4 separate regions of the Mus musculus genome follow, and regions 1, 3 and 4 are each linked to region 2. The links are chromatin contacts, called in public HiChIP or PLAC-seq and promoter capture Hi-C maps. All regions are on one chromosome and are shown on one strand. The core of a region is the stretch at or near the end of the contact, and the rest is flanking DNA. Distances in the headings are between cores, read along the strand shown.

What was found. Promoter capture Hi-C pulls out the DNA fragments that hold promoters and counts their contacts. HiChIP or PLAC-seq counts read pairs in DNA pulled down with a chosen protein or histone mark. Capture Hi-C pulls out chosen DNA fragments and counts their contacts.
Region 1: a promoter capture Hi-C map of adipose tissue shows a contact between it and region 2, with 4 times the contacts expected there. The contact joins the promoter of Rab10 here to the promoter of Atad2b in region 2. A contact is called at or near these places in 4 of 39 promoter capture datasets (the C10 cell line, liver, neutrophils and 1 more), 5 of 484 Hi-C or Micro-C datasets (CD4 T cells, CD8 T cells, Th1 cells and 1 more) and 2 of 9 other capture datasets (adipose tissue and liver).
Region 3: an H3K27ac HiChIP or PLAC-seq map of thymic regulatory T cells shows a contact between it and region 2, with 11 times the contacts expected there. The contact joins the promoter of Rab10os here to the promoter of Atad2b in region 2. A contact is called at or near these places in 1 of 39 promoter capture datasets (pre-B cells), 1 of 115 datasets of contacts at active chromatin or transcription factors (thymic regulatory T cells) and 2 of 9 other capture datasets (adipose tissue and liver).
Region 4: a promoter capture Hi-C map of pre-B cells shows a contact between it and region 2, with 3 times the contacts expected there. The contact joins the promoter of Kif3c here to the promoter of Atad2b in region 2. A contact is called at or near these places in 1 of 39 promoter capture datasets (pre-B cells), 1 of 484 Hi-C or Micro-C datasets (B cells) and 2 of 9 other capture datasets (adipose tissue and liver).

What each region holds. Positions count from the first base shown.
Region 1 is chr12:3,307,753-3,311,320 of GRCm38.p6, forward strand. Rab10 (RAB10, member RAS oncogene family) reads right to left here and starts at 2,217. Exons shown (of 6, transcript NM_016676.5): 1 at 1,540-2,217. The coding sequence starts at 1,666.
Region 2 is chr12:4,915,173-4,918,624 of GRCm38.p6, forward strand. It overlaps Atad2b (ATPase family, AAA domain containing 2B), which reads left to right and starts at 2,181. Exons shown (of 28, transcript NM_001362349.1): 1 at 2,181-2,749. The coding sequence starts at 2,537.
Region 3 is chr12:3,234,354-3,237,587 of GRCm38.p6, forward strand. It overlaps Rab10os (RAB10, member RAS oncogene family, opposite strand), which reads left to right and starts at 1,438. Exons shown (of 7, transcript NR_015551.1): 1 at 1,438-1,576; 2 at 2,932-3,059.
Region 4 is chr12:3,363,655-3,367,213 of GRCm38.p6, forward strand. Kif3c (kinesin family member 3C) reads left to right here and starts at 1,478. Exons shown (of 8, transcript NM_008445.2): 1 at 1,478-3,559. The coding sequence starts at 2,327. It overlaps I920046F24Rik (RIKEN cDNA I920046F24 gene), which reads right to left and starts at 1,919. Exons shown (of 1, transcript NR_164312.1): 1 at 1-1,919.

The sequences.
Region 1 (3,568 bases), core at 967-3,466, 1.6 Mb before region 2:
GGATCGCACACTAAATTCTCTTTCAAAGAGGCTACCTCTCCTCTGATCCAATTCATACTTGTCTTTCAGACTACGTTTTAAACATCCATGCAAAGCAGATTCCCCATAATTCAGACTACTCCCCTTCCTCCCTCTCCTCACTCTAGTGCTTTGCACACTGTTGTTGCCTTCTTTATCAGAATGCTCAAGGGGTCTATTGTATCGACCACTTATTTTCAACGCTTTTAACAGTGCCTAGAACTTGGTGCTCAATAAATATTTGCTGATCTAGCCACCTGACTGACCCAGCTACACTTCAAAGCAAACTTAGTGCTGTGTAAGTGCTAACCCACTAAGCAGAGGACAAGTTCAAGCTTCGTGATATTTTGACAATCCTGCCCACCAGTAAGGTAAAACAACCTATTTTAAATAAAAATTTGCTCATCTTAATTGCAGTATAACTTAAGCATATTTTGCGAAAATATGCTTAAGCTACTTACAAATATGTCTTAAGGAAATCCTATACTATAAATTGGTTAAAACAAGATTTTCACAATTCTTAAGGAAAACCACTAGAGTCGCTTCTCATCGTGAAGCTAGTTACATTTATCACAAGTTTTCCTGCACTGCTCTAATGCCGGAGCTGAGGTTCAAAAATGAAAGACACCGGATACTTTAAAAAACCAGGGAGGGGGGTGGTCATGTACAGTTACTTTGACAAAATTGATGTTGGTGCCAGCGTCAAAACGACTTTCTTGAAACCTTCCCTTTTCATTTCCGAAACAGGAAACCCATTTAAAAGGTCAGTTTTTATTTCCATACCAAGTAATTCCGAAATATGTGGTAGTACATTAGAAGTCCTTAGAGCCATGACTGACGAAAGATTTTCCTGTAAATTCTAACATCAAGTAAAACATTAGAACTTGACTTGATTCCATTGGGTTGAAAACAGAAACCGTCCATCTGCTTCGTTGAGGTCTTGAAAAAGCACTGTGAGCCAACCATGCCAGATTCCCACCCCAAGCACGAAGGGCCTCCGATTGTTTGACACATCAATGGTTCAGTCAAGACAGCCAACTCACTTTCCCCCGCCCCTCTCATTTTCCTTAATGATTCTGCAACTCTCAAGTTTACTCCAAGTTACAGTCAGATAGAATATTTTCTCTTTGACCCCCAATTCGGGCCTTTGCCACATAGCCAGTACTGCTTCAATCCCAACCACTAAATTACGTCTATTACAAATAGCACATCAAGTAACTTCATGCAATTATGGTAAGGCCAGGCAAGTCACTTAAAGAAACCGGATTCTGGAACGCTGCTAAATGCTGCATATTTTGTGCCAGAAGGCACCGAACAGAGAAGGAGACTTGAGACCGGATGGTAAGCATGGGAAGACCCCGCCCCAGTAAGGCTATTCCGATTCCAACAGTAACTTAGGTCTGTCGTCTGGAATCGGAATCACTGGAACAAAGGCGTAAATTCCGGGAAGCAAGATGTCTGGAATAAAAGAAAACGGCTCGCGGCTACAGAGCCCCCACACCATCCTCCCACAGGTCTTACCTATGGTGGAAATAAAGGTGGTATTGAAGGCATCGTCCGAAAAACGAAAAAGGACGCAGGTCTTGCCCACTCCCGAGTCCCCGATCAGGAGCAGCTTGAAAAGCAGGTCGTACGTCTTCTTCGCCATTGGGAGGAGCGGCTCGGGCGCTCGCCGCCGGTAGCCCCAAGGGATCGGAACTGCTCACTACAACCAACTCCTCACCCGGGCGTTCTGGGGCCGCAGCAGCCGGGTAGCGTGTGCGGAAGGAGAAAGCAGCTCTCGAGACGGAGCAGGAGACCTTCCGAACGGCCTCGTCGAGGAAGCCCCGACGGTGGCGGCGCCCGTGCCTCCGAGGGGCGGCGCCCGCGGCTCCGCAGCCTCTCCCAGCCGCTCCGCCCGGTTCCGGGGAGTCGGTCGGGACAAAATGGCCTCCCCTCCCCCCTCAGCGCAGCTCGGCCGGGACGCTCCCACGGGCGGACGAGCGAGCTCTACGTCGAGGGAGCGCGGCGGGCTTGAACACGGCCTCCGCCCGGAGCAGAAACCCCGCGCTAGGACACGGGCGAGGGCAGCGGGAGGTCTCGCGAGCCGACAAGCCCTGCTACATAACCCCAGGAAACAGAGCCGCCCCGGCCAGAGCCACCTTTTTCCCCGTGCCCTCTCACGCCGGCGTGCGCGCAGCCTGAGACGCACGCAAGGACGTACACCCGCCCTTCTCTCGCGCCCTCGCCCCTGCGGCCCGCCTCTGCGCACGCGCGCGGGCGGGCAAGTAGGGCACGCGGAGGCGGGACCAGAGGGGGCGAGGCCGCGGGCGCGCTCCCTACGGCCTCCTGATTGGGTGAGCGGCTTGACGAACACGCCCCGCGGGGGAGGTGCGGCCCGGGAACTGCGCAGGCGCACTACGTCCGTATAGCTCCTGCCCTCCCTCCCTTGCCTTTTCCGGGGCGCCCAGCTGACTGCTGGAATCCTCTACTCCCTCTCAGTATCCTGTTGAGGAGCTAAGGATGTTAGCCCAGCGACGGGCGTGGCTGGCTGTGTGTGTGTGTGTGTGTGTATAGTTCATATAGATGAGAGAGAAAGAAGTGCTCTGGGCCACTCAGGAACCTCCTTACTAAACCCGGACATCTCCAGAAGAGATCCCGCTTGTGGGCTGGTCCTGACAACCTGGTCTCCTTAAGAAGCTAGAGTTGATAGAGCCGGGATTCCAAACTGAAAAAGGCGCAGCGCTCCTGGGGTTGGAATGATGTCATCGGCCTGAGGAACCCCGGGTGCGGGGAGAACCTCCCTGCGAATGGAAGCTTCTTTGCTGCTTCGGGCCTAAGCAGCCCTTGGAATCCCGGGAGCTGAAGCGCTCTATTCAGAAAAGGCGGGCGGTCACTGTAGCCAAAGTTGTACCACCAAATCGAAAATCTGAAAGCCTGCCCCATCCCAACCGATCTCTTCCTTGCTTTTCACTTGTTTGTAGGTTGGTTGTTTTGTTGCAAAGTCTGTACACCAGTACTGACTTCCAATTCATGAATCTCCAGTCTCAGCCTCCTGAGGGCTACTCTGGTGGGGTAACTCCACCACACCTGTGCCATGTCTTTTCTCTAGTTTTGTCCCTTTTCCCTCTCTCCCTATCAGTTTTATTTACACCTCCCTTTTCTTCCTTTCTATAGTCGAAATAAGCAAATTTCTAACTTACCTTTCTAAGTATGCTCCAGCACCCGCAGAATGTGATGGTAGAATGGTTGAACCTGATGAGCTGATTCACCAATAAGGAGATTTTTATTTAGGTAAATTTTATATACACACACACATAACTAATTAGCATATAACAAATATATAAGCATATTAAATAAAAATAAGCTACACTTTGGCAGACACCTCGCCATCACCAACATGTGCATTTCATGTGTAAGTAAAGCCTTTGATCATGTTCTTTTCTGACCATCTTAGATGTGATCATGCTCTTCAAAGACTTGTCCTCCTTCTAAACACCCATAAGCCTTTGAAGGTGTTTGTGTTCTCTAAACCATCTCCCAGTTGATTCTCTGATTGGTTTTAGTTTTC
Region 2 (3,452 bases), core at 931-3,430:
GAGATGATTGCTCAGCGGTTAAGAGCACTGACTGCTCTTCCAGAGGTCCTGAATTCAATTCCCAGCAACCACTTGGTGGCTCATGACCACCTGTAATGGGATCCGATGCCTTCTTCTGGTGTGTCTGAAGACAAGGATGATGTGCTCATATACATAAAAGCTGTCTTGGCTCAGGGATTTTTCTTTAAATTTTTTTTTTTTTTCGAGACAGGGTTTCTCTGTGTAGCCCTGGCTGTCCTGGAGCTCACTTTGTAGACCAGGCTGGCCTCGAACTCAGAAATCCGCCTGCCTCTGCCTCCCGAGTGCTGGGATCAAAGGCGTGCGCCACCACGCCCGGCTTCTTTAAATTTTTTAAATAATTTTTTTTAAAATCTCTCAAAATAGAGGTTCTGATTTCCCTTGGATAGGACAAATATGCTGAAAACAGAAGTGAAGTTTAAAACTCTGCCTAAGTTCCCTCTAGGGTTTAGCTTTTGGTAGTTCCTAAAAGGAAGCAAACTTAGTATCTTTTGAACGGGTGTAATTTTTTTCTTTTTATTGTGCTACTTTGACAGGCGTGGGAGAGGGTTATACGGTATAGTCATGTGTTTTGCCATTACACTATATCCCCAAGTCTTATTTGTATATAGTTTTAAATAAAGTTTAAAAAGTATTTTATTGACTTATTTTTTTTCTCTAGTACAGACAGCTGTGCCCTATGCTCTCCATGCCTGCTTCCTCTTTCTTTCTTTCTTTCTTTCTTCCTTCTTTCTTTCTTTCTTCCTTCCTTCTTTCTTCCTTCTTTTCTTTCTTTCTTTCTTTCTTTCTTTCTTTCTTCCCTCCTTCCTTCTTTCTTTCTTTCTTTCTTTCTTTCTTCCTTCTTTTCTTTTCTTTCTTTCTTCCTTCCTTTCTTCCTTCCTTTCTTTCTTTCTTTCTTTCTTTCTTTCTTTCTTTCTTTCTTTCTTTCTTTCTTTGATGTATTTCCCCTCATTTTGTAGTTCAGAATGTATCTCTAAAGGAGTTCCTTAGGTCCTTGCTTGAAGTAGGGGCTCGTGCTTCTTACCACCAGTTGTACTTTACTGATCTCTTGTCCATTTGTTGGTGAGCTTTCTTGAGAATCAGAGGGTCTCATTATGTAGCTCTGCCTGTCCTGAAACTCACTATGTAGACCAAGTTGGCTTTGAACTTATTTACTTATTTATATATATATATATATAAATACACACAACTACTCTGTACATTCTATATAGTGAGGACTGAACAAAGCTTATTAATTTTTTGTTTGGGGTCTTACATGGCTAAATGTTATAACTATGAAGCTATTTAGTCTTTATTCACTCTTCACTTTTTTAGTGTAATAATCAGGGGAATTTCTGCCCAAATAAAGACTAGGCTCTCTATCTTAGATAAACTGTGATGCTTTGAAATGAACATTTATTCTTCCCTCTATAATTCCAGACCTTTCCATATTACATTAATTTAATAATTACATAGTACTTTGACTTTTTTTCCTTTGGAAGTGTTTTGTCTTAATTCTGCACACCGGTAGGATGGAGATAAAAGATGCTGCAAAATCCCTCCGGTAGACTTGGCTAAAGTCAAAGGGAACAACACTTGAGTTCAGTGGTTCAAATCTTTAATCCTGGCGCTTGGGATGAATGCAGAGTTCAAGGCTAGCCTGGTCTCCATAGTGAGTTTAAAAAAGGATGCAGAGTTCCTAGAGTTGTTTTTTCTTAGTTTAACTTGCGTGGATTACCGCAGGGACTTCTTTCATTCATTGCCATTATCATTTGGACAGTCATGCAATGTGCAGCCCAAGTTCATTAGGGGTCTTGCCCAAAGTACCTAGGCAACTGGAACCCCTCCGCACCGCACCGTCCTCTCCATTCCTTCTACTCCGCGCTTGGTCGGCCGTTCCTGGCGTCCTCCAGGCCACCGCAGGGGTCTGGAATCTGGGGTCCTCGGTCTTGGCCAGGCGTTGAAGGGTCCGGACTACGTTCCACGCGGAAACCCATCCTGCGCCCTGGCCGGCTCTGCCCATCCCCCAGTCTAGACAGGGCAGCAAAAGCTGGCCACTGTGGGGTTCACAGCCCAGAGCGCCTCCCCGCAGGCCTCCCGCCGATGCTGACGTCACGTCGAGGCGGGGCCTGTGCAGAAGGAAGGGCTGCGCGTCCTTGCAGCGCCCCGCAGCGGCCGCGTCCAGAAGCGGCCTTGTCGGCCCTGCGGCGCCAGAGACCTGACGCACGGAGCTCGATAGAGAGAGAACGAGAGAGAAAGGGGCAGACATGGCGGCTCCGCTCGGCTCCCGCTGAGGACCGCTGAGCGGGCGCAGGGTCTGCGCGGCCGGCCTGCAGCCTCGCTTCCGCCTCCCGCTCCCTGCCTCCTCGCGCCGCCGCCGGCTTCTGCTCCGCTCTAGCCTGTCGGGCCTGCGTCCCGGAGAGGCAACGCGAGCCGGCCCGGCGAGGCTCCGCTGGCCCCTGCCCGCCGGCGGGCCGGCCTTCCTCGCCTCTCCCGGGAGCGGCGGGCGCGGCGTGGACCCGGTCCCCCTGGCTGGACCATGGTGAACACCCGGAAGAGCTCTCTGCGCCTTCTCGGGTCCAAGTCTCCTGGGCCCGGGCCTGGGCCCGGGGCCGGAGCCGGAGCGGAGCCGGGGGCGACCGGCGGCAGCAGCCATTTCATCTCCTCTCGGACCCGCTCCTCTAAGACGCGCGCGGCCAGCTGCCCGGCGGCCAAGGCCGGGGGAAGCGGCGGCGCCCTGGACGAGGCCCGGGTAAGAGCGGCGGCCCACGGCCGAGGCTTGAAAGTGCTGGCCCGGCCGCCCGGGCTTTGTCTGGCCGGAGACCGTCTTGCGGGTGCGGTGGAGGGTGGCAGCCGCCGAAGGGCCGCGACTCCAGCACCTTAGCTGAGCCGGCCCGGTTCTTTTGTGTAAAGAACAGCACTCGAGTCCACGGGAGATGGCTCTTGGGGTTCCTTTCGGGGACATTAGAATGCTCTGCCATCCGTGTCCTTGCCCGGCTTTAGAAGGGAATTCTAGAGGAAGCAAGAATTTAAGGCTGCAGTGCCTGGCTTGGAAGGGGAGAAGAGAGAAGTGAAAGTTTTCTGCGGTGTCAAACCCCTCTTGAAAGTGTGTCAGCTCTTGCCGCTGTCTGAGTTTACTTAGTTTGGGGGTGGTTCAAGTTGGTAAGGAAGTGAACAGAGCTCCAGTTGGCAGGCAGGCAGGCAGGGATGCTGAAAAAAGTTTGTAGCTGCACTGACACCAACTTTAAAAACAAAACCAACGCTTAACGCCTCTGTAGGCAAGGCAGATCAGACACGGTGCTGTAAGCTGTAGGGCGAGCCAGCCAGCTAACCAAGGTTCTTGTAGAGAGCAGAGGACTTTCAAGTTACAAAGGGAGTATGTAGAAAGAAACGTGTCGAATGGCCATCGTGACATGGTTTCTACATTTCTGTTAAGGAAATGTTTTTCAAAAGTC
Region 3 (3,234 bases), core at 188-2,687, 1.7 Mb before region 2:
TGGTCACTGCATCACAGGTGGGATTGTCATAGTATCTCACGTGAGATAGTCACAACATCTCAGGTGGCATGGTCACTGCATCTCAGGTGGGACAGTCACTGCATCACTAGTGGGATTGTCATCCCATCTCACTTGGGATGGTCACAACTTCACACGTGGGATAGTCACTGAATCTTAGGTGGATGGTCACTGCATTTCTGTTAAGACGACTCTCTACATCTCAGGTTGGATAGTCATTGCATCCCATGTGGGATTTTCACTGTATCTCAGGTAAGATGGTGACTTCATCTCAGGAGAGACGATCACATCTCAAGTGGTCACTTCATCTCAGGTGGGATGGTCACTACATCTCAGGTGGGATAGTCAACTGCATCACAGGTGGGATTATCATCCCATCTCACCTGGGATGGTCACTACATTTCAGATGGCATAGTCACTGCATCCTAGGTGGAATGGTTACAACATCTCAGGTGGCATGGACACTGCATCTCATGTAAGAATCACTCAGGTAGAATGTTCACTGCATCAAAGGTGAGATGGTCACTGCATCTCAGGTGGATGGTCACTGTATCTCAGGTAGGATAATCACTGTCAATACATCTCAAGTGGCATGCTCACTACATCTCATGTGGGATGGTCACTGCATCACAGTTGGGATCGTCACTGCATCTCAGGTGAGATGGTTACTGCATCTCAGGTAAGAGTCATTACATCTCCCTTGGGATGGTCACTGCATCACAGGTGAGATGGTTACTGCATCCGCTCCGGTTGGTGTCAAAGGATATGGATTTGCCTGCGGTGAAGCGGCCACGGTGAGGGGAGGCCGGGCATGCGGGCGCTTCGACCCGGTGACAGGGCAGCGTATTAATACGGTACGTTCCTGGGAGGTTAGACCCGGAGATGTACAGGTAGGAACTACACCTCCCAGCGTGCCTCCCAGTGAAACTCGGGGCTACTGTGGCGTCACTTCCTATGGCAAACAGGAAGTCATGCCTAAAGCAGGAAATAACTGCAACTCCCAGCATGCTTGAACCCTAACTTCCAGACAGGAAGTTCCTCCGTTCCAACAGGAAGTGAGTCCTTCTACCGCATTGTAAATCTCACGAGAACTCGGAGCGGCAGCGTGACATTGAAGACTTCCAGTTCCGGGTTCCGCTGATCAGAAGCGGACAAGCAAACAGCGGATGTGCAGTTCCTCTCTTCGCCGAACCCGGTTTTCCCTTTCGGAGCAGCGCGACCGATTTCCGGTTTCCCCGCCGCAACCACCGTTACCCCCCCCCCGCCCCAATCCCCGGCGACTCCAGCGACGTCACCGGTTCAGCTCCTGACCTTTCGGCGAACCGCAGAACCACAGGCGACCCGTTCGACGTCATCACTCCCCGCCCAGATGTCGCTGTGACATCACCCCGCACGTGCCTGCGCTGGCACCGCGTCGTCCTGGCGAGCGCCTCCTCGCGGCGGAAGGAGATCCTGGGGTTCGCTGTGCGAGACATGTCGGCGGGGTTTCACGTGAGTGACACTTGGTCCCCACGGGATTGACAGCGACTAGCGGAGTGGCATGTGGACGTAGCTTCAGGTGAGTGACCTGTTTTTTCCCAAGAGGCACTGACAGACAGGCCAGGGACGGAGCCTGAGCGAGGGCTGGGAGTGGCTGAGCGTGAGTGACAGGGGCCTGGGGCGGGGTCTTAACTAAGCTCCTGCAAGAGACATAGATTTGCATGGGGTCTAAGTTTCATTGCTGCTCGTTTGCATGAATTTGAGTGAATTTGAATGGCTGCTTGGTTTTGTTCTACCCAGGTTTATATAACCTCCCCTGACCTGTATAAATTAGCATATCGTGTACGTTGGGAATTTGCATACGCTCATGTGACATCAGTTTCGCATGATGAAAATTTGCATAAATTTGCATAATGACAGCTCCCCTGAGTAAATTTCCATAAACATAAACGATGTTATGGCTTTACTCTGCGTGTATTTGTCATGTAAATTTGCATGCATTTGCATAAAACTGCATGACGTTATGGCTTTTCCTGAGTTCAGATGATGTCACAGTTTCCCTCCTTGCCATTGACACGTGTCCAGATGATGTCATCACCCTGTGACACCCCCCCCCCCGCATTTGTATATATTGTATATATTCTCTTGACGTCCTGGCTGGGGGTGTGCCCAAGAGTGATTGAGTCATTGTGGGCAGGGCCTTGACGCGTGTCTGACCCCACCCATTCACCCCTTCCCCCCACCCCAGGGCCTGGCCTTCATGGTCGTCCATCCTGCCTTCCCCGAGATGCTGAGCAAGGCCACCTGGCCCTGCCTCCAGTACTTTGCCGCGAGGGGGGGGGGGCACAAAGGTCAGTGGGAAGGGGCCTCAGGGTAGCTACTTTCATCTTTTTAGGAAGATGGGCGTGGTCTGTTGGTGGCCATACCCACTGTAAGTGGCATCATGATTGCAGTTCTGAGTTTGGGAGAAGAGGGTGGGTTCTGGGGATGATGGAGCGGGGAAATGAGGTCACCACACCAACCACAAGTGATGTCACTTCCTGCTTTTTGGGAGCTTTATGGGCAAGACATCAGGATGGTGGGTGGGGCCAGGCCCACTGGAAGTGATGTCATTTTCAGGATTTCTGACTTGTGGGTGGGGCTTCTGTGAGGGGCTGCCAGGAAGTCTGGTATGATGTCACTTCCAGCTCCACCCGTCCCTCCCCCAGGAAGACCCAGAGACCTTGACCCTGTGGTGGTGTGTGGCCCTGCCCCTTCCACACCCATTGCAGGCCTCGACCCTTTTCATCTTATCCCCGCCCACTTCCCAACGCCATTGCACACTTCCAGCCAAGCCCACTGTGCCTGGCCATGCCCTCCACTTCCTGTCCCGCCCATCACCTCAGGCCCTGCCTGCTTACTTCCTGTCATGCAAATTTGTGCAAATCTATTCAGGTGACCTCACTGACCCCGCCCCTGACTCCACCCCTTGTGATGACCCCACCACTGACCCACAGGCCTTGGAGGGGCTGATCCTGGAGAAGTCAAAGGACCAGGAGGACGCCATGGGGGGTGCTGTACAGGTGAGTGGGGCCTTCTGGGGACGGAGCAGGCAGAACAGAAAGTGACATCATAGGAGAAAACAGGAAGTGAAAAGTGGGACTGGAAGTGGTGGGCATAGTCAAGAAGTGATGGGCATGGTGGTTTGGTGGGCATGGCCTGGATGAACCCTGACCCCTGTGACCCCGTCCCATCCCC
Region 4 (3,559 bases), core at 228-2,727, 1.6 Mb before region 2:
GTAATGTGATCTGACGCCCTCTTCTGGCATGTCTGAAGTCAGCTACAGTGTACTTATACAGTATAGTAAATAAATCTTTGGTCCGGAGCAAGCAGGGACAGAGCGAGGAGCGAGGCTGATCAGAGCAAGCAGCGGTCCTAAAAATTCAACTCCCAACAACCACACGAAGGGTCACAACCATCTGTACAACTACAGTGCACTCACATACATAAAATAAATAAATAAATCTTTTTAAAAATTTATCTACTTTTACTTATATGAGTACACTGTAGCTGTCTTCAGACACACCAGAAGAGGGCATCAGATCTCATTACGGATGGTTGTGAGCTACCATGTGGTTGCTGGGAATGGAACTCAGGTCCTTCAGAAGAGCAGTCAGTGCTCTTAACCACTGAGCCATCTCTCCAGCCCTAGAGTTTCTGATTTAATTTGCTTCTCTGTTGCTGTAATAAAACACTGCCCGCCAAGAGTAACTGGGGGAGGAGAGGGTTTATTTGCGCTGCAGGGTTCCGGCATCAGGACCTCAAGGCAGGAGCTTGAAGTAGCAATCATGGAGAGACATTATTTACTGGCTGGCTTCCAGACTTGCATTCTGCTATCTTTCTTATACAACCCATTACTACCTGCCCAGGGGATCACCTCCCACAGTGGGTTGGGCTCTCGCCTCCATCAATTAGCTATCAAGAATATACCCCACAGACCAATCAGATGCAGGCAATTCCTCAGTCGAGATTTCCTTTTCCCAGACATCTCTAGATTGTGTTGACAAAAATTAACCAGCACAGCTTCACAGATGATGAAATGCTTGTGCTGCCCAAGTGGCAGAGCAGTAGAGGAAGGACTGTAACAGGATCTCTGGGCAAAGGCACAAGGGTGCAACTGTCATTTCTATTACAGCCTGTTGTCTCCTTAAGAAGGGTTCGGCGCCTAGAATAGTGCCAGGGCTCCACGTGAGCTAGAAAAGTGTGTCAGCATGGTTTTTAGGAGTATAGACTGGATCAGAGTAGTGGAGGTAGGCTGAGAGGTCAGAAGATGGACAGGCCTTCCTAAGGTCATGGAGAAGTAGTTGGAGCCAGAGGCCATGTACAGACACAAGAGGTGGAATCAGTTAACTGTGCTTCCCGCAGAGCGTTAAAAGGAAGGCCAGGAGTAAACCAGACTAGGGAGAGAAAACACAGAGCCCAATAATGTTTAGGAGTTTAAGCTCTAGGAGGCCTGGTGACACCCTGAGAAATGGAGGACAGTGACATGTGCCCATCTGCAAGCAAAATGGTTGGAGCAGTGAGAAACCGAGAATGGCGGTTGCCGAGAGAACACGCGTGGGTAGTGCAGCCTCAGCAGACACACTCAGGGGTTGCATGTGGGAGGAGGGGCTCCCAGACTTGAGGACTGGAGAAAGCATTAGCAACCTGACAGAACCGGGTTAACAAAGGAAGGACTACATCTCCCAGCATGCTCGGGTTCGGTGGGGTGACGGCTGGCGGTGGCTGCGCCGCATCCGACTGGTGGGCGCGGGACCTGGGTGGGCACCGGAGCCTGTCATCCCTGAGGGGTCCGTGGGGTGCGGGCGGCGATGCACCGCTGTCCCTCGCCCAAGGGCCGCGCCGGGCTCTTGTTCCCCGCCCCGCGGCCCCGCCCCTTGCCCCACCCCAGACGGGAGACCTAACCCGGGCCGCAGCGCAGCGGCCGCAGCAACATCACTCTCACCGCCGCTGTTCCGCCCCATCCTTTTCTGTTTTTCTCTCATTCTCCGGTGGCGGCGGCGGGGAAGGCGAAGGAGAGGCAACAGCAGCCAGCCTTGGCTGCAATGAATGATCCTCCACCCGGAGGGGAGGACTCCAGGTGAGCCTCTGACCTCGGGAGGATCGGGACCCTCCGAGCCGCCCAGGACTCGCATCCCCCGCCATGGATCCCTAGGGGAAGGGAAAAAGGAGGAGGAAAAGACAGCTCTGCCGCCCACCCCCATCTCATTTTCCTCTTCCTTTATCTCATTGTTGCCGAAGCTGTAGCCGTAGCGCTCACTCTTGCTCCAGCATGGGGTGGATTCCAGGCACTACCCTTCGGCAGGAGCAGCTTGCGCGGTAACCTAGGGATTCTGCCTAATTCTACCTCTCCAGACTGTGCACAGAAAGCCGCGGAGAGCTGTGGAGGCCTGGACTGCAGCAGTCTCGGGGCCAACTCCCTGCATCCCCACCCTGGTAGGCTGCATGCGGATTGAAGAGAGGTGCCTGAGGGCTGGGCCAGCCCGACTGATCCCGACCTAGGAGTAGGGCAGAAGGACCGCCCAGGCTGCAGAGCGGCCCACCTGGAAGGACAGAGGTGCAAGATGGCCAGTAAGACCAAGGCCAGCGAGGCCCTGAAGGTGGTGGCCCGGTGCCGCCCCCTCAGTAGGAAGGAGGAGGCTGCTGGTCATGAGCAGATTCTGACCATGGACGTGAAACTGGGCCAGGTGACTCTGCGAAACCCCCGCGCGGCACCCGGGGAGCTGCCCAAGACCTTCACTTTTGATGCTGTGTATGATGCTAGCTCCAAGCAGGCCGACCTGTATGACGAAACGGTGAGGCCCCTGATAGACTCAGTGCTTCAGGGTTTCAACGGCACCGTATTTGCCTATGGCCAGACTGGCACTGGCAAGACCTACACCATGCAGGGGACCTGGGTGGAGCCAGAGCTCCGCGGGGTTATCCCGAATGCCTTTGAGCACATCTTCACCCACATCTCCCGCTCCCAGAACCAGCAGTACCTGGTTCGTGCTTCCTACTTGGAGATCTACCAGGAGGAGATCCGAGACCTGCTATCCAAGGAGCCAGGCAAGAGGCTAGAGCTGAAGGAGAATCCTGAAACAGGGGTCTACATCAAGGACCTCTCTTCCTTTGTCACCAAGAATGTCAAGGAGATTGAGCATGTGATGAACCTGGGGAACCAAGCCCGAGCAGTGGGCAGCACCCACATGAATGAGGTCAGCTCTCGGTCCCATGCCATCTTTGTTATCACAGTGGAGTGCAGTGAGCGTGGCTCTGATGGCCAGGATCATATCCGAGTAGGCAAGCTCAACCTGGTAGACCTGGCCGGCAGTGAGAGACAGAACAAGGCTGGTCCCAACGCAGCTGGAGGGCCAGCCACACAGCCAACAGCTGGTGGTGGGAGTGGAAGTGGCAGCGCTAGTGGTTCTGCCAGCAGCGGAGAGAGGCCTAAGGAAGCTTCTAAAATCAATCTCTCGCTGTCCGCCCTGGGCAATGTGATTGCTGCTCTGGCTGGCAACAGGAGCACCCACATCCCCTACCGGGACTCCAAGCTAACCCGGCTGCTCCAAGACTCACTGGGGGGCAATGCCAAGACCATCATGGTGGCCACACTGGGTCCAGCTTCTCACAGCTACGACGAGAGCCTCTCTACCCTGCGCTTTGCCAACCGAGCCAAGAACATCAAGAACAAACCGCGGGTGAACGAGGACCCCAAGGACACACTGCTGAGGGAATTCCAGGAAGAGATCGCTCGCTTGAAGGCCCAGCTGGAGAAGAAGGGGATGCTGGGCAAGCGACCTCGGAGAAAGAGCAGT